3 separate regions of the Mus musculus genome follow, and all the other regions are linked to region 1. A link is a contact called in public HiChIP or PLAC-seq data. All regions are on one chromosome and are shown on one strand. Each heading gives the region's core, a stretch centred on a gene start, on an enhancer-like site or on the middle of the called end of the contact. The rest is flanking DNA. Distances are from core to core; before and after follow the strand shown. Region 1 overlaps Wnt5b (wingless-type MMTV integration site family, member 5B). Region 2 overlaps Erc1 (ELKS/RAB6-interacting/CAST family member 1). Region 3 overlaps Erc1 (ELKS/RAB6-interacting/CAST family member 1).

Region 1 (2,700 bases), core at 56-2,555:
GCCACCTCCTTAGACAGGACCTTTCCTCTGAGGAGCTTGCCCAGGGGAACAATCACATTCCGATGGCTCCCCAGAAACCAAGCTCAGTCAGTTCCCTGGAGCTCACATTAGCTTCCTCGGTAAAGTATAAGCGCCCCCACACCCCTGTGTGCTGATCTCCTACTGAGAATCCGCCTGGCAGGAGCAGGAACATCTTGGAGAGCTTGAGGCCAGCCTGTTCTACTATGCAAATTCCAGACCAGTCAAAGGTACATTGTAAGACCCTGTCTCAAAAAATGAAACAAAACAAAACAAAATAAACCACCTGCCTTCTGGAGTGCCTATGACCATCAGATGTGGCTCAGCAGAGACAGAAGGCAGAGAGGCCTGACCCAGAGAGGCCTCATGGAAGCTCAGAGGCCCTCAAGAGCTTCTGATGGGCTCTTCCGAGGGTGGCAACAGCAGGAAGTTTTGGGTTATCCCTGACAAATGAGGAGGAGCACCTCCCAGTGGCACTGTACTGGTGTCCCCTCCTCTTGTCATTAAGTCATGCCCCAAGACCTACTCTGCAGAGGGGACAGACACAGGACGGATGTGCGAGATTTCTTTTGCTCAACGCTAGCAGAACCCTGAGCCTTCAAAGCTAAAGTGGGACATGCCTGCAGGAGATCCGTCTTCCCGTTTTAATGACGCTTTTCTTTCCCTCCCTTGGGGCTTTGTTTATCTGTCCATATAAGCCCATGTAAAAATATTGTTCTTAGAGTCCAGCCCATCCACACGTGTTTGCTCAGACTTTTAAAGGCAAGCAGGGATGCATGTGCCGGAGATGGCTGAGGACGCATTTAGATCTTTCCCAGCTAGCTTAGGAGTAGCTTGTTTAGTCACTGCTAGCCAAAATTACTTTGGAAATACAGTGTTGAGTTCATAAAAGACAAAGAAGGAGGAGGAGGAAGAGGAAGAGGAGGAGGAGGAGGAGGAGAAGGAGAAAAGAAGAAGAAGAAGAAAAGAAGAAGAAGAAGAAAAGAAGAAGAAGAAGAAGAAGAAGAAGAAGAAGAAGAAGAAGAAGAAGAAGAAGAAGAAGAAGAAGAAGAAGAAGAAAAGGAGGAAGAGGAGGAGGAGGAGGAGGAGGAGGAGGAGGAGGAGGAGGAGGAGGGAGGAAAATCCCCTAACTTTTCCAATGCATTCCTACACCACCTCTCCATAGCACAGCGAGAACTGTCTTGGAACGGTTATATTACATAACTTATACAAGACCAGGCTGAAGCCTAGGCAGGGTTTCCAGGCAGGGCAAGGCAGCTTCTGCTGACAGTGCACTGGCAAGGCCACACCCCCAAAGCTTCCTGCTCACATCCAATTGTTCACGCAGGCACAGGCAAGAGGCAGGACTTCAAAGCATGCGGCTGTATGCTTTGTTTTTAAATTCCCTGAAGCTCCTGGATCAATGAGAAAGGCCCTGAAACCTCCTTCAGCTTTTTACAAAACTGGGTGGCCGTGTCCTCTGTCCCCACCCCCTCAGGTGCCTACCACGACACCAACTTTTAACTGGACACAGATTTTCATCTGACCCACCACTTTGCCAGTGTGGTCTTTGAGTGACCCACACTCGCCAGATATGCATTTGGGGAGAACAGTGTTCACCACCCACTTATCCCTAGACGTTTCTTCCTAAAAATGCAGTTGGATCTAAAGGTAGTTGGCAAAGTCTAGCCCCTCACGATGGAGGCTCCAAGCCTCCAGTGTCCTCAGGGACTGTAGCCTCCTAAATCCCAGTCTTCACCAGGCCACAATCAACCACTCAGTCTTCTGTGTCCCTCCACGCATGTGTTGTGTCTAGCTGGGAAACTATTCCCTCCCTGTCTGATTGGGGAACTTGCCTCTGAGGGCTGGCCCAAAGGAACTCCATAAAAGTGCCACTGGGTCATCCTGTGCCCCAGACGGTGTATGAGGCTACTCGCTGTTTTTGTGCTTCTGTCTCTGTGCAGAAGGTGCCCAGTCATCATGGGTGGTTATGCAGTGTCCATCTAAGACGTGTACCTCTGAGCTGGGAGGGGACAGCAGTGAACAAACCTTAGTGCCCGTTTCCTATGCTTGCAGCCTGGCAGGAAGAGAGAGTTATGGGTAATTCTTAGATGTGTGACAGTGTTTTGTTTTGGTGTGTGTGTGTGTGTGTGTGTGTGTGTGTGTGTGTGTGCTGGCGCATGTGCAGGCCAGCTGTTGACATCTGGTGTCTTCCTCAATTGCTCTCCACATTATTTTTTTGTGTTTGAGACAGGCTGGCCTCAAACTCACAAGAGATCCCCCTGCCTCTGTCTTGAAAGTGCTGAGACTAAAGGCACAGTGATCACACCCAACTCCACATTATTTTTAATTAACTACTTAATTAATTTTGAGATGGGCTATCTCACCAAACCTAGAGCTCACTGTCTCATCCTGACTGGCCAGCTGGCGAGCCCCCAGGATCTACCTGCATGTCTTCAGTGCAGGGGGACAGAGCAGGCTACTGCACGCACCTTTCTTTTTTTTCCTTTTTTAAAATTAGATATTTTCTTTATTTACATTTCAAATGTTATCCCTTTTTCTAGTTTCCCCTTCGAAAACCCCCTACCCTTTTCCCCTTCCCCCTGCTTACCAACCCACCCACTCCCTCTTCCTGGCCCTGGCATTCCCCTATACTGGGGCATAGAACCTTCACAGGACCAAGGGCCTCTCCTCCCATTGATG
Region 2 (2,700 bases), core at 88-2,587, 210 kb after region 1:
AGGACAGAAGTATTATCCAAAAGGAAATAAAATCAATTTACCAAAAGATTTTCATTTAATGAACACTATATTACATGACATTATAATGCTCTGAAAGTTCTGAATTCATACATACTTGTGTTTTACAAACCACTTCCTATTTCCACTGAGAACCAGCTGTTACCTGAGTCTTGCATGCTAGCTTTCCTTAGCTAAAATAGCAAGCAACAGGGGGCTAGGATGTTGAGACATATACTTTCCTACTCTTAGAGTAAAGATAATATTGATTTGTAGGTTTTATTTGTGCTTTCCAGCTATAATCTTTTAAAAATCAAGAACTAAGGAATGTAAACTACTTGAAAATAGCTATTCTAAGAATTTAAGTATATAACTGAAATTATGATATTCTGTTCAGATGAAGAGCTTTAGTAAATGCAGCATAAAAAACTAGCTGAATCAGAGAATACAATATTCTAAAATACTGCTTTGATAACTATTGCAAAATCATAGAAATATTACTATCCTCCAGGATGTTTAGTTACTAGAGTGACTGCAGTCCTCAGGCATGCAGTCAGAGGTCAGGCTGAAACTCCACTCATTCCCTCACTAATGAAATAGAATTATGTCACTTAGATGCTCACTTAATGCCACTGTTTTCCCAGGAGGTTGTCACTGCCAAAGCCATAACAGTACACAGACATACCTCCTGCGCCCAGGGAGTTCATATTCTACTAGAGAAATTAGTGGGTGTATTTTCAAGTAATATACCTATTATACATTACATAAATAGCTAAGAATAACAGGTTACAAAACAGAGGTAAGTGAAAGGAAATATTCAAAAGCTCTATAAAGACACATGCCTCAGACCTGAAAGGTCACAGAAGTTCTAGAGAAGTAGGCTACATCCTACTGTTACAAATAGGGATGCTGCTTCAAGTAGAGAGATCTAGTACTCTAAGAAATGAAACTATTCTGTACTGTTCTACGAGAGGACCAGTGAGTACAAAGGCTCGTTTTTCTGCCCAGATGTGCTGTTTAGATGATTAAACAATAGGGTGAACAAAGCACTTATCTCGGGAGTTGGCAGACAAAAGATAACCGGTAACTGTCAGTACCTTGTTTTAAGATTAAGCTGTACATTTTGTAAATCATATTTCAAGTAATGAATCACATATCTAGGGAGTAAATAAAGTTTAGTTCATAGAGGTGGAATATGATCTTACTAACATGCACGTCAGGCTAGCTGGACAAAAGTTGCAGGTGGAAGGCATTAACACAAAGTCAAAGAGAAGAGGGCGGGGCTGGGATGCTCAGAGCACCTGCAGTGCTAGCCTAGGGATCTGAGCTTCACCACAAGAACTGGGGTGCAAAACAAAGCTGGGAGGAGTCAGACGATCTGAATGCTGGGGCTCACTAGACAGTAACCCTAACTAAGTCAGACGCTTCTAAGAGATGGCATCAAGTCAAAATTAATAAAGAGACAATGCCATTAATTATGAATAAAGTGATCAGTCAAAAAGTTAGGACAATTATAAACTTATATGCTCCAGGCATTGATATAGCCAATCTTATAAATACTGTCAGACACTCAGGGACACAACAGCACTAAAGACTATGACTGAGCTACCACAGCTATAAATGGACTCTATGAGGTACCTACTATAGTATATATGCCCTGAAGTGGGCACTTCTTTTACAGTTTGATTTCCTTAGTTCCCAGTAACAGCAGCTTCTCAGGAGGGAGGCTAGCCCATGGGATTCCTACATCTATGCCACTGAACTTACCTAGTGTCTTGGACTAGGTGTGTGGCCATTTGACATGTGCTAAGTCACCTGAGAAGAGTAACCCTCAACAGAAAATCAGTCCAATTTGCATTTCCTTATTTGATATTGAAGGCCCCAGCCACCTGGGCATTTGAACCTGGGGTGCTATATATAACAAAGCAGGCTGAGCAAGCCAGCTGAATGGAAGCTAGTAAGCAGCACTCCTCCAGGCCCCTGCATGGAGGGGCCTCCTGCCTCCAGATCCCTACCCCATCTGAGTTCCTGACCTGCAGTCCCTCACTGATGGACTGGGATGCAAACGGAAATAAACCCTTTCTTACCCAAGCTACTTTTAGTTATTGTGTTTTATCATAGAAATTGAAACCTAAGACACCTAGATAGTATTTATCATTCTCTCACATAAACAAGGGCTACAAGGAATAGGGTGCTACAAAAATTAAGTATTATGGTATCTGTGGTAGGTGGATTTAAAACCTCAAGTCAAATTTTCAAGCTGTAAACCAAGATTACGGCGTTCATTTACTAAAACTGTTCCTTCAATTTACAGCTCCCATCTTCACTTATTCTTCATCTAATAGAGTCAAAAGCAAGCATACAGAGACCTGGGAGAGAAGTGGAAGCAAGTGAAACAAAGGCCATGGCCAGCAATAGCAGAACCTCTCAAGGGCCGTGTGGCAGTGGAGTGCCACCGCACCTATACACATGCTGATCAGAGCTGCTATCACCTCTACAACTGCAAAGGCTCCTTGAAAAATGATATAAAATAAAGTATTTTCTAATTGAGACATGTTTATGTTCTCATTCACATCCAAGCTGGGGTTTTGCAGTCATGTAAAGAACATACATGTTGCATGTTTTGTCAGTCACACTTCACTAGCTTTTACTACATGAATATATATGAAGCATTCCTAAATGATTACTGCAGAGACCTCACGT
Region 3 (2,700 bases), core at 88-2,587, 250 kb after region 1:
AGGCAAGATACACCCCCCACCCCCGGTGCAATAGTGACACTACTGTTATGGGGACAACCAAGAACTCCATCATTAGTTTGGGGGCCCACTACACAATAAGTATTAACATTTCTAATGCTATAAACACAATTAAAACAACTAGGGTTTTAGTATTATTTAAGGGGTAACTTAGTGCTGGTCTTTAGCTAAGTTGAAATAGTGCCAAGCTGCTTTCTAAATATCTATAATTATACCCATGTATATTACTCTCTGTCTTAATCAGATAATGTTGTCTTTGGAATGAGAAATGGCAAAATGCAAAAGACTCATGGTTGCTCAAGATACTAAGAAAAGGTGATGGTTTAGTGCTCAGCCCTCAACAACATATACCACTCCCTCTCGGGCTAAGGGAGCATAACTGAAGAGAAGGTATTAAGAATGTAAGGGTGAGACATATGCAGGAAAAATGCTACCTTGCGGGCATGATGTAGTCATGATCTCATGTGGCTGACAGCAGTAGGCTTCCAGGAGATGGGACTGCTGTCAACAGTCAACTGGGAATTGTGGAGGGTCCTATGTGGTCCTAGTCCATCCTGCTATACTATGATCTACTGAATAGATTTCAGGTGAGTGGCAAACACTGTGGTCAGCACTGATGAGCTCAACATGTTCCACTCATTAACACCAAACCATGGTCACACAGCCCTGCTGTGCTGGTTTGTTTTTATTAACTTAACACAAGTTAAAAGCGTCTAGGAAGAAGAAATCTCAATTGAGAGATTGCCTCCATCAGGCTGTCTACAGTCTATGGAGTACTTTATTAACTAATTCTTGATGTGGCGAGGCTCACCCCATGTGGGCAGTGCCACCCTGGGCAGATGGTTGTATAATAAGCCATGGAGATCAACCATCCTTCCATAACCTCTGCCTCAGTTCCTGCCCTCATTGCTCATCATGGTGAACTGTAAGCTTTTCGAAATAAACCCTTTCCTCCTCATGTTGTTTGTGGCCAAGGTGTTTATCACAGCAACAGAATGTAAACTAAGACACCTGGCTTTAAACTCAGTGTCATACAAGAAACAAAAAACAACAGCAACAATTACAACAACAAAAGCTGAATTCAAGAAAGGGACTTGGGGGGCATGTAAAAAAAATGAAAATGGGAGAGAAGGTGACAGTAATCAAAATGTACAATATGTATTATGGAACTGTTAAAATAGCACAGACTTCAAAAATGATTCTAGTAACAAGCCAGGATGTTAATTCACTATCAAATGTCTAGCCTAATTGGAGTGACTGAAAACTACAGAATGGTATGAGCAAAGGGAAAGAGAAACAGCAAAGCGCAGTCTGCAGGAACCTTCTAGAAGCCACCCCACCCCCACCCCATCCCCGAGATCAAAGTCTTCCTCCTCCGTGTGCTGAAGCTTGATGTGCCAGTGTTCATTACTGGGGTGATTGGAAACGAGACAGCACATCTGACCAAATCTGTGGGTTAATCCCTGAACCACACTGTGATGGCACCGCTGAGGGGTCAGACTGAGAGGTGGGATCTCAGCAGAGGAAGCAGATCACTAAGGACACGATCTGAGATGAACACTTTGTCCTCGCTTCTATCTGCTGCTTTCCTGGTGGCCAGGATGTTCTGCCTCACTAAACACTAGAAGCATTGGAATCATCTAACCTTGGACTGTAACTTTTCAAACTACAAAGCTAAATAAATCTTTTCCTACTTCAGTACTGTTTATCTTAGGTATTTGGTTATAACTGCAATACCTTAAAACAATAAAAAATAAAAATAACTCTAAATTCTATATTGTCACTATAAATCCTTAACTTTAAAAAAAGAAAAAGAAAAAAAAAAGGCACTCAGAGCTATCTACAGTGTTCCTATGTAAAGAAAAACAATAATGGTAACTTTTTCTTCAACCTTTTTCAACTGTGACTCCATTTTTAGGCACTCTTCCTTCTTCTGCTCAAGAGCAATTTCTAGGGTCTTGAGCCGCGAGTCCTTTTTGAGTCCTGAGGAAGCCAGGGAAGAAGCATGCTCTTTGATATCCAAGAGAGAAGCCTAAAAGAAGCAAGGCATAGTTACAATAAATACTGTGAAATAAAATGTGGATTTAATTTTTTTAACATATATTCATAGTATTTGGACGTTTCCATTTCAAGAACATCCATGAACTATAAAACTTCCAGACACTGGCTTAGCTTTCAGATATCAGTTAAAAGCAGGTGGATCCTCAGTACTAATAAAGAGTCCTAAAAACGCCTGGGGATGAAACTCAGGTAAAGAGTTTGCCTAGTAGGCATTACGTCCTAGGTTCAATCTCCAGCTACACATAAACAAGGCACAGAACACACCTGTAGCTGCAGAACTCAGGAGGTAGAGGCAGGAGGATCAGAAGTTGAAGGCCAGCCTGAATTACAGGAGGCCCTGTCTCAAAAACAGAACAAGGCTCTAACCCACTGCACTTATTCTCCCAAGGTAAAGGGGAATGAGCTTTAAGAACAGAAGTAGCCAAACTCAGTAACTACACTGATTTGAGCATGCATGTTTTCCCTCTCTTAGCAGGAAGTTCTTGTAGAAACTTACTTCTACAAACTTTCTACAGTAATTAGACAGACCTACTGGATTTGTCATTACACAACATTGAACTTTGTAGCTACTTAAGTGATTCTGATAGGATTATTAAAAAATAAGAACAAAACTCACGAAGT

Evidence for each region. HiChIP or PLAC-seq counts read pairs in DNA pulled down with a chosen protein or histone mark.
Region 2: an H3K27ac HiChIP or PLAC-seq map of double positive thymocytes shows a contact between it and region 1, with 4 times the contacts expected there. The contact joins two enhancer-like sites. A contact is called at or near these places in 2 of 15 datasets of contacts at CTCF or cohesin (large pre-B cells and pro-B cells), 68 of 484 Hi-C or Micro-C datasets (the 63-12 cell line, the AML12 cell line, B cells and 42 more) and 9 of 115 datasets of contacts at active chromatin or transcription factors (the 230-238 cell line, T-cell acute lymphoblastic leukemia, astrocytes and 6 more).
Region 3: an H3K27ac HiChIP or PLAC-seq map of regulatory T cells shows a contact between it and region 1, with 3 times the contacts expected there. The contact joins two enhancer-like sites. A contact is called at or near these places in 1 of 15 datasets of contacts at CTCF or cohesin (large pre-B cells), 33 of 484 Hi-C or Micro-C datasets (CD4 T cells, CD4 single positive thymocytes, CD8 T cells and 21 more), 9 of 115 datasets of contacts at active chromatin or transcription factors (CD4 single positive thymocytes, DN3 thymocytes, T-cell acute lymphoblastic leukemia and 6 more) and 3 of 9 other capture datasets (adipose tissue, liver and pancreatic islet).

What each region holds. Positions count from the first base shown.
Region 1 is chr6:119,498,191-119,500,890 of GRCm38.p6, forward strand. All of the region lies in intron 1 of Wnt5b (wingless-type MMTV integration site family, member 5B), which reads right to left. Among named protein-coding and RNA genes, the nearest start is that of Gm30690, 18 kb to the right of the region's middle. Within about 2 kb of position 1,306, at least 83 of the 459 cell types and tissues checked have an H3K27ac peak or open chromatin away from gene starts, as enhancers often do. A contact at or near this core is called in the P5424 cell line, T-cell acute lymphoblastic leukemia, double positive thymocytes and 2 more, where this site is marked.
Region 2 is chr6:119,710,799-119,713,498 of GRCm38.p6, forward strand. The region is part of intron 16 of Erc1 (ELKS/RAB6-interacting/CAST family member 1); the gene reads right to left. Among named protein-coding and RNA genes, the nearest start is that of Erc1, 140 kb to the right of the region's middle. Within about 2 kb of position 1,338, at least 20 of the 459 cell types and tissues checked have an H3K27ac peak or open chromatin away from gene starts, as enhancers often do. A contact at or near this core is called in the P5424 cell line, T-cell acute lymphoblastic leukemia and double positive thymocytes, where this site is marked.
Region 3 is chr6:119,747,929-119,750,628 of GRCm38.p6, forward strand. Erc1 (ELKS/RAB6-interacting/CAST family member 1) reads right to left here. Exons shown (of 21, transcript NM_053204.2): 12 at 1,910-2,050. Among named protein-coding and RNA genes, the nearest start is that of Erc1, 99 kb to the right of the region's middle. Within about 2 kb of position 1,338, at least 16 of the 459 cell types and tissues checked have an H3K27ac peak or open chromatin away from gene starts, as enhancers often do. A contact at or near this core is called in T-cell acute lymphoblastic leukemia, double positive thymocytes, memory CD8 T cells and 1 more, where this site is marked.